2 separate regions of the Sus scrofa genome follow, and region 1 is linked to region 2. The links are chromatin contacts, called in public Hi-C maps. All regions are on one chromosome and are shown on one strand. Each heading gives the region's core, a stretch centred on a gene start, on an enhancer-like site or on the middle of the called end of the contact. The rest is flanking DNA. Distances are from core to core; before and after follow the strand shown. Region 1 holds the start of SUOX (sulfite oxidase). Region 2 holds the start of RPS26 (ribosomal protein S26).

Region 1 (2,700 bases), core at 44-2,543, 36 kb before region 2:
ATTTAATTATACACAGTTCATTTGGGGATCTTTCTTTTTCCAGAAACTTTAACGCCAAAATCACCTTTGCATTGTCAATTCCTCTTTCGGTTTATCTCTTAGCGCTCCTCCCACAGCTCCTTCATTCCTAGTGAAAGCTCTTAGGAGAGCAGAAAGGGAGGGGAACTGATTTTCCAAAATTAAAGATGAAGACCTTCACTTAAGGCTGTAGCTCAACCTTCTAGTCTCCAGAGGGCAGTGTGGATACGTTTGCCCCAGGTTCACTGCTAGCCAATGACAAGATTTCACTTCGGGGCCAAATGATAAAAGGGTAATAGCAAACAATGTTCTATTATGCCCTTTACTCTGAGATTATGAGCACTTACAATGTTCCCCTATTTTGGGGTGTTAAAATGTCATTTCTCTTATTAAGTAACGATTTTTAAAAAATTGACCACTAAGCAAAAAGAAAAAAAAAAAGGTGGCTATTCAGTGTTGGTTCTATAATCTGGGGAGAAATTAAACTAGTCTGAAGAATCTCTTTGAATTGTTATGTAGACCCCATTTCTGCTCTCGTTCCTGGATATAAGAGAATTGAGCACTTGCTCTTGTTTCCTCTAAAATACAAACAGGGCAGGAGTTCCCGTCGTGGCTCAGCGGGAACGTATCCTTGAGGGGGCAGGTTCAATCCCTGGCCTCGGCAGTGGGTTAAGGAGTCTACTTGCGGTGAGCTGTGGTGTAGGCCAGCGGCTACAGCTCCGATTCCACCACTAGCCTGGGAACCTCCATAGGCCGCGGATGAGGCCCTAGAAAGACAAAAGACAAAAAAAAACAAAACAAAACACAGGGCTGTTGCAGTTGCAACACAGACGTTTGTGAAAAACAAGATAAGAGGCGGAGCTCACCCCCCCCCCGCCCCCGGGAGAAAGCCGTCTGAATCCCGAGGCCTCTAGTGAAAGCACTTGTGTCTCAGATAGCTGGGAGGGGAGCACTTGTGTCTCAGATAGCTGGGAGGGGTAGGGACATCCCTCAGCCCAACCTCTGGGCGTCCTCATCACTTTGCACTGCCCCGAATTCCGGACGTCCTTCTCCGGCGGGGTAAAAGCAAAAACTTACCGTTCTAGTTCCGAGCCCAGGTGGCATCCCCGCCTGCCTCGGCCTCCAGGAGGCGGGGCACAGCAGCAGGGAGGCGGTCTATGGCCCGCCAATGACTTGGGGACGAGCAGAGGGGCGAGAGTGGTCCTTTACTCTAGCCCAACGTCACGGCGCAAGCCCCGCCCCCTCGCCGACTGCGGCTGGGCGCTGAGCGGGTGAAAGAACCACGGTGCGGACGGCGAACCCGGTAAGGAACCTGGGGCCGGGAGGAGGCAGGACTAGTAACCGGGAGGAGGCAGGACTAGTAACCTGGGCAGGGGCGGCGCGGGGTCGGGGGTGGTGTTGGTCCTCAGGGGTGCTCCGAATCCCAAGGACAACAAAACTGCTAGTCCCCGCCTCCACTACCGCTAGCCGAGTGTTCCTGGGGCCGCGGGGTGTTGCTACTAGACACTCCTGGGCCAGCTGTTGGGCGACATGGAACCGGGTGCTTGTGTCTTGGTGCTGAACACATCCATATTCTACCAAATTTTTCCTCTGGGGAGTGACTGGCGACTACCCGCACAAGGCGGTGCCATCTGTTTAGCGGCAGACTGCCTCTCCCAAACCTGGGATACTGGGCTGACCGAGTCTGCCTGCAAGTCAGTCCTACCTATGCAGCTCCAGTCTGCTTTTAGTAGGCTGCTGGGATTGAGGAAAGGTGGCAGGGAGAGTGAGGGTTCTAAGGCCCAGGAGTAAAATGCAGACTCCACTCCTATTTCTAGCTTCCTCCTAGTGTCTCTGCCAGCACCCCTCTTTAGCATCTCGTCAGCAATTCTGCCTCTTCTCACCCCTCCCCGCTTTGGCCCTCCTGGGGTCAGTGATCTGCTCAGTGCTTTAAGGAAGAAACTGCGCAAGCCAGCGCAGAAAAATTACCTTCTTCCGTCTCTAGCCCGTCCCCTGACACCCTGGACATTAACTCCTCGATCTGCTGAGCTCACTGGAATGGCCAGGCCAGGTAGGGGTGGGAACCCCCGGTTGGGGCCCAGTTCCCAGCCAGGTTCAATTTTTATTTATTTTTTTAGGGTGGGTGGAGGGAGAGGAGGGAAAGGCCTTCAATGACAGTGTTATTACTTGTTGGCTCATCACAGCAGTTCTGCTAGGTAGGTCTCATTTGACAGATGAGGACACAAGTTCAGAGAGGCTTGGTATCTTGCCCAGGAACAGGGCTGGTCAATGGCAGGGCTAGTTTCACAAACACAAAGCGTTGACTCCAAAATCCAAGCTCCTCACCCCATCAGGCTGCCACTATCTTTTTCACCTTTTTGTGTCTAAGTCAGTATACCCCTCAGTTGTCCTCTGCTGAATTTAGAAATAATGAACAGGCAAACTGAGCCTCTGCCTTTTAGACCTTTGGCCCCCATTGTTCTCTGTAGTGGACAAAGTAGAGAGTGGAGGGCGGGAGATAGGTAATTCTAGGAGACCCCCTCCCACCCCCTTATTCCTTTCCATCCTGTCAGCATAGTCTGTCTCCAGAGTTCTCCAGGTTTTCTATAAGGACCCATTTGGACCCTCACTCCCATTCTTTGGCCTCAATACCACAGAAAAAAGTTTCCCCATTTGTCCAGAGAGCTCCTGGCTGATTTCTGT
Region 2 (2,700 bases), core at 6-2,505:
CCTAAAAAGAAAAAAAAAAAGAAAGAAAGAAAAAAAAAAAAGAGGTAAATGGAACTTAAACATAAATAACAAGGTACATTTCAATAGGAGGCCAGAGTCATCAATGAGTGGTGAAATCACCTTAATGGGAATTGATGAACACTTATTAAAATAAAATAGAAAATACCAGCGCACCTTATGTCATAAGGGCTTTGTTTCATGAAATTTTTGTTTCAGTTTTGTGTGTGTGTGTGTGTATTTGTATTTGTATATGTATTGAGTACCAAAGTAAAATATATTTTTACTAGGAGTGTAAGTCAAATCATTTAGGTCACCAGTCCAACTTATACCTCCATCCACTTATTTGTTTCTTAGGTAAGAGAAAGCATAGTACAGTGGAGCCAAGAAACCTCTTACTAGCTCCCTGTAACTTTGGGCAACCTCAGTTTTAACCTCTCTACTCCTCAGTTTTTCAATCTGTCGTGGGATCCCTGAACCTCTAGGGAATTCCCATGTAATGTAAGGATAATATTAGAAGCTTCCTTGTAGACTTGTTGAGGGTTAACTGAGTTAATATTTATACAGTGCTTACTACAGTGCCTGGCACTATGTTTGCAAGATCCAGGAACAAAAAGGTGAATGAGAAATAGCCCTAGCACCGATGCACTTGTCCATGACTCCTCCCTGCTGGGTTTTCTCAGTATTAGAAGGAGGAACTAATAACATGTTTTATTCTTCCCCCAGCCTCCCGCCCCCAACATCTTCCTTTTCTGTCATGCACCAAAGAAACGAGCAGAGAGCGTCCCCCAGTGGCCGGTGGAGTGATGTCGCCTTCCGTTTAAGGGCTTGGGGCCTGGGGACTGCCAACTCCGCACTACAACTCCCACCATGCATCTCTTCCCCTCCGACCTCTAATAGGCAGTGTGACAAGCGGTCTTGCGCCGGGCAACTTCCCCGCCTTGCGTCGCAAAATACAGATAAATGCCCAGAATTACGTCCGGGGTAAGGTGTTGCAAAGGTTGCTGGGAAACACATAACCGTAATTTTCTTCCGCCAGCAGGTTAAATAGTCCCTTGGTCACTTTGTGCCACGGAAAAATAAACTCGAGAAACACCTTTCTACCATAGATTTCAGCAGAAACGCTGAATAATAAATAACATTTGAATAAAGGTGATTGCCGTCCTTGGCGTGCGTCCAGGAGCCGTCTAGGAGGAATCCCTCGGCGTGAGCGGAGGGATCTCGCACTATATAAGAGAGCCGAGCCGTTGGCCACTTCCTCTCTCGCGTCTTCGCTTCCAAGATGGTGAGTTATGGCGCGTGGTGAACGATTGGGGCCGGGTGAAGGCTGAGTGTGAGCCAGATGAGATTGTGGGGGTTTTAAAACCTGGACTACGGTGAAGGAATGGAAAGAGCATATGTTTGTTCCAGGCTTGGGGGGGTTTGCGGAGGGACTGGAGATCTGAGTGGCTCTTCTGGTGGTTGCCGGCGGGAAATGTGGCCGGAAGGGGTCTAAGGCTGGGTAAGTTGCGAGCCCTTCTTAATGGTGTTTTCATCCTGATGCAGACCAAGAAAAGAAGGAATAATGGCCGTGCCAAAAAGGGCCGCGGCCACGTGCAGCCTATTCGCTGCACCAACTGTGCCCGATGCGTGCCCAAGGATAAGGCCATTAAGAAGTTCGTTATTCGGAACATTGTAGAGGCCGCGGCGGTCAGGGACATTTCCGAAGCGAGCGTTTTCGATGGTGAGTGAGCTCCCGGGGCGAATCGGTATCTTAATATTTAAGAAGTGTAATTTTTTTGTGGCGCGTATTCGATCCCTGGCCGAGGAACTTCCACATGAGGCCGAAAGCTGTACATACATACTTTAAGACCTAAAACCACCTCTCCCCGCCAACCCGTGCGGTGCACAGGCTTTGTCGTAGTAGTGTCCGAGCAATCTCCTTGTGTTTTTAAGGTTGTCGGTAGAAGAGAATTGAATCTTTGCTGCGTTTGCCACTTTGAGCTGTGTCTGGGGAGGGAGCCTTTTTGTGGTAGTGCTCACTGAGTCATTTAAGAAAGGAAGCATGTCTACTTAGGTTCACGAGGGTGATCTTTGGAGCAATATGATGTTGTTTTAATCGTTTTTCTTTTTAGAGACAGTGAGCTTTTTTAGGCGGGGGCCCTGGACGGTGTTAGGGCTGATGTGATTGTTGAAGAAACTAGATTCTTGGTGGTATAACATCTGTGGTGTGAATTTGATTCCCATGATGACAGGATGGGTTAGTAAGGGGGTGTTTATTCGTGAAACTATGTTTTTAGGTGTCAGAAAGTGAATAGTAGCTCTTTGGAGTGAAATCTTGTAGATATGCCTAAATGAGTTTGTTTACTTTTTTGTTTTTGTTTCTTTGCCATTTCTTGGGCTGCTCCTGCGGTGTATGGAGGCTAGGGGTCGAATCAGAGCTGTAGCTGCCAGCCTTCGCCAGAGCCACAGCAACACGGGATGCAAGCCGCTTCTGCAACCTACACCACAGCTCACGGCAACACCGGATCGTTAACCCGCTGAGAGGGGGCAGGGATCGAACCTTCAACCTTATGGTTCCTAGTCGGATTCGTTAATCACTGAGCCACGACGGGAACTCCTGTTTACTCCCCCCCCCCCCCAAAAATGACCGAACTTGAGAACTTCCCAGGCCAGGGGTTGAACCTGCACCATAGCAGTGACAATTCCAGGTCCCTAACCTGC

What was found. Hi-C and Micro-C count contacts between places; a contact is called where the count stands out from the background.
Region 1: a Hi-C map of fetal liver shows a contact between it and region 2, with 2.5 times the contacts expected there. The contact joins the promoter of SUOX here to the promoter of RPS26 in region 2. A contact is called at or near these places in 2 of 5 promoter capture datasets (fetal liver and liver), 27 of 47 Hi-C or Micro-C datasets (adipocytes, adipose tissue, alveolar macrophages and 15 more) and 2 of 2 datasets of contacts at active chromatin or transcription factors (alveolar macrophages and skeletal muscle).

Annotation. Positions count from the first base shown.
Region 1 is chr5:21,394,006-21,396,705 of Sscrofa11.1, forward strand. It overlaps SUOX (sulfite oxidase), which reads left to right and starts at 1,294. Exons shown (of 4, transcript NM_001244498.1): 1 at 1,294-1,321. LOC110260685 (a long non-coding RNA gene) reads right to left here and starts at 1,173. Exons shown (of 2, transcript XR_002343979.1): 1 at 1,096-1,173.
Region 2 is chr5:21,430,401-21,433,100 of Sscrofa11.1, forward strand. It overlaps RPS26 (ribosomal protein S26), which reads left to right and starts at 1,256. Exons shown (of 4, transcript NM_001097481.2): 1 at 1,256-1,282; 2 at 1,543-1,720. The coding sequence starts at 1,280.